Linked DNA regions of Macaca mulatta: region 1 is linked to region 2. A link is a contact called in public Hi-C data. All regions are on one chromosome and are shown on one strand. The core of a region is the stretch at or near the end of the contact, and the rest is flanking DNA. Distances in the headings are between cores, read along the strand shown.

Region 1 (5,602 bases), core at 255-2,754, 55 kb before region 2:
ATAGACCACGATAATTTAAGCCTGAGGCCCTTTGGGCCTTTTAAAATTCAGTTTCCTGACGGGAAAGGAGAGGAGATCCAACTTCATGGAAAACTTACAGGCTATGGGTCAGACTGCATTTTGGAGCACAGAGACAGTCCAAGAAAGACAGCAGCAAAGCGGAAATGGAGAGGGTTTAAGGCCCAACAAAAAACATATGATGCAGGCCGGGGGCACTGACTCGGGCCTGTAATCCCAGCACTTCGGGAGGCTGTGGTCAGGAGTTCAAGATCAGCCTGGCCAACATTGCAAAACCCTGTTTCTACTAAAAATACAAAAATTAGGTGGGTGGCGCCCTCCTGTAATCCCACCTACTCTGGAGCCTGAGGCAGGAGAATCGCTTGCACCTGGGAGGCAGAGGTTGCAGTGAACCAAGATCGCGCCACTGCACTCCAGCCTGGGCAACAGAGCGAGACTCTGTCAAAACAAAACAAAACAAAACAAAACAAAAAAACACGTGATGCGGGCGGCAACAACCTACTTCCTACAGTTATAGACCCTTAACACGGGAAGATGAGTCTATCTGAAACCAATGTTCTGAACTTCCTTTCTGACAGCAGTAGGCTTTGTACTCACAGTAGTTTTACATGGATTCTGTATCACTGGGTATTGATATCCAAACAACAAATCCTTTTCCCTTTTTTATTGACATACAACATAGGTGTTCATTTAGGTAGTCTGATGCCCAAATGAGCACTTACGTTGTATGTCATCAGTAGCAGGCATCAGACTACCTAAATGACACTTATGTTGTATGCCTATGCCTGATTATTTCAAAATTACAGATTACACATAAAACACTGTAACAAAAATGGCTGATGTAAATATACTTAAGCTGTAAGGAATCAACTAGCACCATAATATTGGTAGCAAAAGGCAGTTGGATAGTGTGTGCGTAACTTTGGTTTTTTTTTTTTTTTTTTTAATTGCCTCTCCAGTCGCCCAGGCTGGAGAGGAGTGGTGATCTCGGCTCAATGCAGCCTCCACCTGCGGGGCTCAGGTGATCTTCCCACCTCGGCCTCCCGAGTGGGAACTACCGGCGGACGCCAACAGGTTTGGCTAATTAACTTTGAAACGATTTACACAAGGCCTCTGCCATGTGCCTTGCACAATAAACTCTCCACAAACATCTGTTAAGCGATTTTACTGAACCGCGGTCCACGCCTGCTTTCAGGGAAGCTTCCCGTTTCTCTGGAGTTACTTCCCCTCACTTCGGGGATGCTAGTCGTCCTGTTGCGCAAACTCGGCCCCTGGCCAAGGGGTCAGCCGTGGCGCAAACTGTGGTATAGGCTGCGCGCCCCGCCTCCGCCCACAGGCGCCCGAGAGCCCGGAACGGCTCGCGGTCCGTGGCTCAGCGGAGCTTACGCCTGCGTACTGCGCGGCTGATCGGGCGAGGGCGGGGCCAGGGCTAGTCACGCCCCTCGTCCGCTCCGCCAAGTGCGCGTGCGCAGCGGCCAGGGCCCCGACCCCGCCTCAGTCTTCCCGGGCGGCGGTGGGCGCCAGCTTCTCTGCGCTCCGCGGCCTCACAGCACTCGCGCGTGACCCCCCGCCTGCCCCTAGTCACCTCAGCTGTGCTGCCATGGCGTGGCGGCGGCCCGAGGCCGGCGTTGGGGCCCGCGGCGGGCTGGCTCTGGCGTTGCTCGCCCTGGCCCTGTGCGCGCCCGGGGCCCGGGGCCGGGCTCTCGAGTGGTTCTCGGCCGTGGTGAGCATCGAGTACGTGGACCCGCAGACCAACCTGACGGTGTGGAGCGTCTCGGAGAGCGGCCGCTTCGGCGACAGCTCGCCCAAGGAGGGCGCTCAGGGCCTGGTGGGCGTCCCGTGGGCGCCCGGCGGAGACCCCGAGGGCTGCGCGCCCAACACGCGCTTCTTCGTGCCCGAGCCCGGCGGCCGAGGGGCCGCGCCCTGGGTCGCCCTGGTGGCTCGCGGGGGCTGCACCTTCAAGGACAAGGTGCTGGTGGCGGCGCGGAGGAACGCCTCGGCCGTGGTCCTCTACAACGAGGAGCGCTACGGGAACCTCACCATGCCCATGTCCCATGCGGGTGAGCAGGCCGGGGCGCGAGGACGGGAGGGGGACTTATGCGCGGCCACCGAGGCTGGGGTCTTCAGGGTTGGCCCTGAACCGCAGGCCGCCAAGCGGGCCTGGCACGATTCTCAGGCCTCTAGCTGTTGGAACTCTCAGGGAAGCCCTCATTTGCTCGGTGCGGCTCCCCGAGCGCTGTTGGGAGGGAGGTAAGTCTGCAGACGAGATATGATCTTCGCCTTTGATCCATGGGGTGAAGGGAGTACAAAAGACGTTAAAATCCACAGAAGGAGCCTTGTGGTTCTAACAGGTGGGGAAATCTTAGATTCCTAATCATGGTCCCCTTTCCATTCACCGCTTCCAAAAGTTGGAGGGGTGAGTAGGAATCCAAGCTCTTAACCCAGCGCGCCCCAGGATCGGTTGTCCCTTCATCAACATAAGGTGATGGCTCGTTGGCACTCTGGTTTCTTCGCTTTCTTGAATCATGTCTGAATATTCTAAACTCTGAGTCAGAAAACCTGCATCTGACTGAGTCAGTAAACCTTGACCTGTGCTTTCTGACTTGCTAAATTTAGGGTTATAACACTGGCTCTACTGCCGGTCAGATTCAGTGAGTCTTGAGTTACGATCAAAATTTTGAAATTACTGTATTCATTCCAGACAAGACCTTGGGACCTGTAATCCCAGCACTTTGGGAGGCCGAGGTGGGAGGATCGCTTGAGGCCAGGAGTGCGAGACCAGCCTGGCGCACATAGTGAGACACCATCCTATAAAAATTTTTAAAAATCGCGTGGGCAGGGTGGCGCCCACCTGTAGTCCCAGGCACTCAGGAGGCTGAGATGGGAGAATCACTTGAGCCCAGGAGGTCGAGACTGTAGTGAGAGCTGTGATTGTGCCACTGTACTCCAGCCTGGGCGAGAGAGCAAGACCTCAAGAAAAATAATAATAATAATAATAAGACCTTGCTATTTGCCAGGCAACCCTTCCTACACATACTATTCCCTAGGGCAGCAGGTTGTATCTTCAGGCAGTAGTCGTAGTTTAAGTCTTATTTTGCAAAATATCCTTAAAACTAAGTTCCGGGTAAAATAACGACCAGTACACAGAGAGTGAACATATTCTGTTATGTAAGATAACCACTTAGGCATCACACAACTAGTTGACTCAGTCTCAGCTTAATGTGGTTAATTTTTTTTGTGTTTGTTTCCACTGCTACTAAGTCAGACATTATTTTTCCTATACTTCTGTTTTTTGCTCTATTTTGGCGTCCTGAATACAAGTTCAGGACCTAACAGTAAAGTGAGGACAGAAAAATAACCTTGGATTTGCCTATTTTGTGAAGTGATGGGAAAAGTAGCCAGCTGAAGGACTGTTGAGAGGAAGTAAGGATTGTTAGGACAACTCTTTCAAGAAGGTTGAAGACTGAGGGAGATGCAGAGGAATGGGCAGAAATTGTGGGAGTACGGGATGGTGGGACAAAGTTGGTAGGGTGTGTTTGAAATTGGGTGGGAGTGATCTGCCAGAGTCTTCCAGAGGGCAGGAAGGCTGGGTCCAGAACCCTGGAGGCTTGGCCACAGGCAGTCCAAGGACAGTTCCTCAGTTGCAGCAGAAAGGAGGGCATGGGAATGAGAGCAGATGTCCATGTGGTGGCACTGGGCTAGGCACCATGTTGGGTGCGGTTATTCCAGTGGTTACAAATCTATTTAATTGTCATGGTACCCAGGCTGCGTTTCCACAAGAGTGTCATGAAAGGTCCTGTCAGATTTGACATAGCACTCCACGTACATCCTATCAACAGTGTTCCCCACTTTAGTAGTTCTGTCAAAGAAAAGAGGTTAGTGTGCCGTGATTCTCTGTTGCTGGTTCCTTATACACCCATCTTAACGTAGACTTTTTTTCAAATGGCAGGTTCATCAGCCTACAGTTTTCCAAATCTACTTACTGCATTTTTTGATAATAGCTTTAAGAACCCCCTTTTCGGGCTAATAGCACTTGTTGTAACCATGGCTCAGCAACCTTGCCTGCTTATGTTATTGACATGTAATTTATCCAGGCCCAGAAAAACACCTCTGATGTTCATGTGAAATCTACTTCTTGGGAGCTTCTCTTCCCATTATTGGTGTCCATTCTAGCCTTTTTAGTGAGAGAATAATTCTGTTTGAGAGAAAAGACCAACGAAACAATTTAAAGATGTGTGAAGTGTCCAGTCTGCAGACACAGCTCAGTGTTCTGCATAGAGTGACTCACTCGTCCCAACAGCCTTTAAGGTAGGTATTTGACCACGGAGTACATACGATGAGGAAACTGACGCTCAAGGAGTTTAAATGACTAGCCCAGGACAACATAGTCATCTAGGGCCAGATAATTCTTTGTTCTCTCTCCCTCTCCCCCTCCTCTCCCTCTTCCTCCCTGTCCCTACCCCCTTACCACATGTGTGTCTCTGTGTGTGTTGGGGCAGGGGTTGTCCTGTGCGTTGTAGGATATATTAGCTGCATCCCTGGCCTCCACCCACTGAATTCCAGTCCTGACAATCAAAGATGTCTGCAGATATTGCAAAACGTTTAGAGAGTCGGGGAGGGGCTGACAAAATTATCCAACATTTTGAAGCACTGATTAAAGGGAAATTAGTTTGGTAGCAGTGTGATGGATGAATTAAACAGCAAAAACTGGGAACAGAATCCACTTAGACTGTGGGGCTAGTCTAAGTAGAAATATAAGGGCCAGTACTGTAGTGGTGACTGCAGAAATGAAAAGACCTTTACAGAATGTGGCCACGTTGGGCATAATGGTACCCAGTGTGACTTTTTGAGAATGGAATTAAGTCACAAGGTGACTGTGTACAGCCAGCCTTGAAGATGGCTCAGACTTAGGTTTCTGTGTTTAGCCAGAGTGTGACTAGAGCCAGGAAAAACCACTGATTCAGTGGCTCTCACTGTTCTGTGTAACATTGGTTTTCTATGAAGTAGGTGGTGGTGGCCTGCCTATAAAATTGAATACTAGACTGGGTGCGTTGGCTCACGCCTGTAATCCCAGCACTTTGGGAGGCCAAGGCAGGTGGATCATGAGGTCAAGAGATCGAGACCAGCCTGGCCAACATGGTGAAACCCCGTCTCCACTAAAAATACAAAACTGAGCTGGGCATGGTGGTGCGGGCCTGTAGTCCCAGCTACTCGGGAGGCTGACGCAAGAGAATCACCTGAACCCGGGAGTCAGAGGATGCAGTAAGCCGAGATTGTGCCACTGCACTCCAGCCTGGGTGACAGAGTGAGACCCTGTCTCCAAAAAAAAAAAAAAAAGAATACTGGTAGTCTCTTCCCAAGCCTCAGGAGAATTTCTCCAGTTTTTCTGAAATCTTGCTTGTCTCTACTAGAATCCAGTACAAGATTATTTTGGGATTTAAATCAGTATTTTATTGTGGCTGTAAAAAAAAGTGATTTTAATTTTTCGTCAGAACAACTATAAGGACTGTTACTAATTTCCAAAGTCAATTCTGTTTACTTTAGCAGACATATATTCAGCAGCCACTTTGGGTTAAGTATTATG
Region 2 (5,507 bases), core at 2,013-4,512:
GAGTACTCTTGCCCCCTCTACTGACTTCCCCAGCTCCCAGTTTTGACCCCTGCCCACTCACCACCCATAGTCCACACTTCCTCTTACCATTTAGTTATATCTCTAGAGTGCAGATCTGATCACATTACTTAACCTGTTTACACAGAATTAAACCCAGATTTTTATACCGTTACAAGACCCTTCATAATACGGTCCCAACGCACCTTCCTAATCTCACTTCTTGACTTTCTGTCCCATCCATGTACCCTACACCCCAGTTGCACAAAATCCCTCAACTTCTACACCCAGTTCCTTTTTTTGCTTTGAGGCAGTCTCACTGTTGCCCAGGCTGGAGTGCAGTGGTGCGATCTCAGCTCACTGCAGCCTCCGACTCCCAGGTTCAAGCAATTCTCCTGCCTCAGACTCCTCAGTAGCTGGGATTACAGGAGTGCACCATCATGCTGGGCTGATTTTTGTATTTTTGGTAGAGATGGGGTTTCATCATGTTGGCCAGGCTGGTTTTGAACTCCTGGCCTCAAGTGATCTGCCTGCCTCGGCCTCCCGAAGTGCTAGGATTGCAGGCATGAGCCACCGCACACGGCTTTACACCCAGTTCTTTAGTAATACCTGGCAGAGTCACTCCTGCCCTCGCACCTGCATCCCTAATCAATATCCAGCAAAAGTATCACTCCTTCCGAGAATCTCTCTGGCTCCATGGGTGGTCCTTCCTTCCTCTGTACTACCCAGCATTACACAATCGCAGTCCTGCCTCAGTTCAGAGTCATCTGAAAAGCATTCTGAAGACATACCCACTAAATGTCTTACCCTAAACAGAAAACAGCAGCAGCTCTGGGAGTGGGGTGTTGGCACTGATATTTTTCTATGTTACCTACACACCATCCCTACCTACTTTAATAATGGTAATAATAGTGGGTAACACTCACAGGTACTTTTATTCTTTGTAACAACTCTACCAGCTGGCAATTGTTACTATTTGCATTTTACAGATGAGGAATCTGAGGCACAAAACGGTTAAATATAATCCATCCATGGATTCTTTCTCTGGCAACTGCCATCCCACCCATGGCAAATCTGTGTGTACAATGCAGTCTACGGACTAGGTGTGGGTTTAGATTCACTGTATATGAGAATGACATTAATAAGTCACAGTTCCCTTGCCTCACTTGTTCTTCAGAATTCAAAGGGCCCTCTGACCTAAATCCCATAGTGTCCCAATCCTCTAATACCAGCACCCCAGGGTGGTGGTTGTCTCTTTGTGTGTGTGTGTGTGTGTGTTTAGAAGCAGGGTCTCGCTGTCACCCTAACTCACTGCAGCCTCAAACTCCTAGGCTGAAGTGATCCTTCTGCCTCAAACTCCTGAGCAGCTGGGACTACAGGTGTGAGCCACCCATGCCCAACAATTTTTATTTTTTATTTTTTGTAGACAGGGTCTTACTATGTTGCCCAGCATGGTTTCAAACTCCTGGCCTCAAGCAATTCCCAACCCCCAACCTCCACCACTTCGGCCTCCAGAAGCGCTGATATTATAGGCGTGAGCCACCTCGCCAGGCCTAGGTGGTGGGTTTTGACCACAAACCTGTGTTACATTCACTTTCTGGGCAGTCACAAGCTTCTTAAAAGCAGGTTAAGTACCTGTACCCTAACGGCATCTCAGCCAATACAAAAGGTTGCCCTTCTTAGATAAGGGCACTACAGGACACCAATCAGAGATCCTGACGGGGTGCCAGGCAGGAACGCTAACTAGAAATGCGGCCCTCCTGTACCATAAAAACAAACTCCTGGTGTCACCTCAAAATCTGCTGCCTTAGCCTTGACTCACTGTATAGCAGGCCCTACCTGTGCTGGTTAAGGAATGTAAGATCAAGCTGTTACCTATCTCTAGCTATGTGCTTCCTCCACTACACTGGTCCCTAAATCCTTCAGGTCCCTTGTCACCACGCCATTTTTGTTTTCTGACTGCAAGTCTTCTCCCAAAGCAAATCCACATAAAGCATCCCCTGTTTGAGCTTAAAAACAAAAAAATGTAGCCTCGCATCCAACCTACTAGTTTGATCTCACCAATGCCACACAATGGTAAATATATTTTACATAATTTATACCATGAATGCACTTTACATAATGTCCAGTAAGTCATGCGTTTCCAATCGCGAGATCATCAATTTGAGACTTTCTATCCTCTGCCCCCATCCCTAACAGGCTAAGGCAGGCGGCTGCAAAGTCTTTAATGGTGTTTCACGTGTATTTCCGCCCACAACTTCTTCAGCTTCTTAGTACTGACTTCTACGTACTCCTTTGAGACTAAAAACCGGGGACAGATCTAGTCTTATCGTTGGTTTTAACTTCACACACCACAGACGGGCTTTCGAAGAACGAACCGTATTTGAGACACTAAACATGTCAAGACCTACACTGAGCTCTATGATGTGATGGGGTGTATAGAGAAATTATTTTCGGTGTCACGAACTTGCAATTAAGCTACCACCTCTCCATTCTTTAGAGTTAAGGCGGGGAGGGAGTGAGGGGCGTGGGAACGCAAAGGGAGGCGGAAAAAGAGGATTATCAGTTCACACGGATAGTTAATTTCCCTTTCAGGTGAGCTCCCAGCAGCGCGGGTGGAAAGCTGCGGAATCTAACGCATTCCACACGGCACAGCTGGCTTCAGCAGGTACCTGAGAGCGGAGGGCGGTCGGGCTCCTGACCGCCGCGGGCGGGCGGCGCGGGGTTGAGCAGGTGCGCGAAGCTGGCGGCGAAGGGGTTTGCGGCCAGCGGCTCGGTGCGGTACATCTCCCAGAGCAGGTAGAGCGCCGTGAGACGCTGCGCCGCGCTGGGCAGCAGGTCCGGCTGCTGGAGCAGCATGACGAGCACCGAACCCAGGCGGAAGTGGTCGGCCTTGCTGAAGTAGTGATGGAAGGCGGTGGACAGGCCCTCGAAGGTGCTGCCGCCGCCCGCCTCCTCCGATATGATGCTGAGCAGGCTCGAGAGTTCCTTCGGGGTCAAGCTCATCCTGCCTGCGGGGCCCCCAGGGCCTCCGCTCCCGGACCCGGGGCCGCTTGCTCCGCCTCTGCCGCCGCCGGAGCCCCCGAAGCCGCTCCTGGACGCCGACCCTGCCGCTTCCCGGGACACTCTTTGCTCCGCGGCGGTGAGAAGCCGGCAAGACGCCGCGCTCGCCCCTCCGCCGGGCATCAACCTCGCTCCCCTTCCCCTCTTCCCGGCCCGAGGGGCCCTGGCGCCGGCTCGCTCCGTCCCCGCGGCCGTAAAGCGCGCTGTTACACGACAGCGTCGCAAACAAAACACGTCGGGGAAACCAGACCGCCGCGGAAAGGGACAGCGCCCAGCGAAAGCGAGGCTGATGGAGCGAAGCCAGGAAGAGGATGCGGAGACGCGGGGTAGGCGGGGCGAATTGGCAGGAAGCGGGGGCGGGGCCCGGGAAGGGAGGCGCGGTGAGAGGTCGGGCTGGCGGCCTTCAGGGCTAGGTCGGCTGAGGTTCCCCGGCAGGAGCGCCCGGGGCCCGCGTGCGTCGGCGCAACTGCAAGCGAAAGCCGCACCTTGGCGGTCCCTAGGACAGTGCCTGGTGCCAGACGGTCCCAGTAAATGCTATCTACGTTATTACTTGCAAAAACGCACCTCGGATGTTAACTATTTTCTTAACATAACATCCATAAGTATTCGTCGTAAAAATATTGTAAAGGCCGGCGGGGCGCGGTGGCGCGTGCCTGTAGTCCCAGCGCTTTGAGTGTCCTAGGCGAGAGGGTCGCTGGAGCCTGGGAGTCCCAGGCTGCAGTGAGCTGTCATCACCACTGCACTCCAGTCTGGGCGCTCTGTCTCAAACATTTTTTTTAATATAGTAAATGAAAAAGATGCCACGCATTTCTCGTAACCACGGTTAATTTCTAGTCTTACACTCTTTTATTGCAGAAATGGAATCGTACTGCGCTATGAGCTTTTTTGTACATGGTTTTTTCCCTCTTAACACGATTTCAAGAACATGTCTCCAGTTAATATTCATGTACAAAATTGTTTGCTGTGCCACGTTTTCCTTAGACTGCCCTAGGGTGCTTATCCTGGGCACTTAGCGGTGCATTAGAAACCCACGGGGAGGCGTTGCAAATACCTGGTCCCACCCCCAGAGATGAGTCAGGTATTAATAAACCCCGCCTCTTCAGGTGAGGCTGAGGTGTAGTCTGGGCTGAGAACCACCAGGTGGCATTTCCCAGACTTGCCCGTCCCTAAACCTACAGAAACGTGCATGTATTTCACCAGTGATTACCACCAGCGATTCTTAATTATCTAGTTAAGCGCCATCTCAATTCTTTTTTAAAACGTATTTTTATTTTATGTGTTTTTGGGGAGAAATTTTATTTTTTTTTTCATCTTTTTAAAACTTGTATTTCAGTAGTTTTGGGGGTACAGGTGGTTTTTGGTTACATGGATAAGTTTTGAGTAGTGATTTCCGAGATTTTCGTGCACCCGTCACCAGAGCAGTGTACACTGTACCTGTCAGGCCTTTGAGCCCAACCCTTCACATATACATCCAGATGGCCTGAAGTAACTGAAGAATCACAAAAGAAGTGAAAATGGCCGGTTCCTGCCTTAACTGATGACATTACCTTGTGAAATCCCTTCTCCTGGCTCAGAAGCTCCCCCACTGAGCACCTTATGGCCCCCACCCCTGCTGGCCAGAGAACAACCCGCTTTGACTGTAATTTTCCACTACTTTTATTGCTCACACAGCTTGTTTGGTGGTCTCTTCACGGACGCGCGTGACAATATCCAAAATGTAGTTTTTTATCCCTCACACCCGTCCCACGTATCCCCCCTCCTGCCCCTGCGGACTCCTCAAAGTCCATTATATCATTCTTATGTCTTTGCATCCTCATAGCTTAGCTCCCACTTACAAGTGAGAAGTGTAGTATTTGGTTTGCCACCTCAATTCTTAAGAAAAATTTAAGGAAGAGAAATTGCTGGGTGAACAGGTGTGATATCTACTGAATTTTAAAGGCTTCTTCAATTTACTGCTAAATTGCCCTTCAGAAAGATCCTTTCAATTAACGTTCCTAACAGCAGCAGATATAATGTGGTAACCTGAGGAACTGATTCAAATTAGCTCAAAAGTACTCTCATTAATTTTTTATTATAGGGGCTGGACATGGTGGCTCACGCCTGTAATCCCAGCATTTTGGGAGACCAAGATGGGTGGATCACTTGAGGCCAGGAGTTTGAGACCAGCCTGGCCATGGTGAAACCCTGTCTCTACTAAAAATACAAAAATAAGCTGGGCATGGCGGCTCCTGCCTGTAATCCCAGCTACTTGGGAGGATGAGGCAGAAGAATGGTTTGAACCTGGGAGGCGGAGGTTGCAGTGAGCCAAGATCTCACCACTGCTCCGTAGCCTGGGCGACAGAGCAAGACTGTCTCAAAAAAAAAAAAAAGTTATTATAATAAACTTTATTTTGTGCAAGCCATTTTACAATGGGTGGTCTGTGGGTCTATTATAGTAGTTTTCCTGC

What was found. Hi-C and Micro-C count contacts between places; a contact is called where the count stands out from the background.
Region 1: a Hi-C map of CD4 T cells shows a contact between it and region 2, with 3 times the contacts expected there. The contact joins the promoter of RNF149 here to the promoter of CNOT11 in region 2. A contact is called at or near these places in 2 of 14 Hi-C or Micro-C datasets (CD4 T cells and liver).

Annotation. Positions count from the first base shown.
Region 1 is chr13:9,458,941-9,464,542 of T2T-MMU8v2.0, reverse strand. It overlaps RNF149 (ring finger protein 149), which reads left to right and starts at 1,504. Exons shown (of 8, transcript XR_001439245.3): 1 at 1,504-2,078.
Region 2 is chr13:9,405,968-9,411,474 of T2T-MMU8v2.0, reverse strand. CNOT11 (CCR4-NOT transcription complex subunit 11) reads right to left here and starts at 3,262. Exons shown (of 7, transcript XM_015112970.3): 1 at 2,670-3,262. The coding sequence starts at 3,183.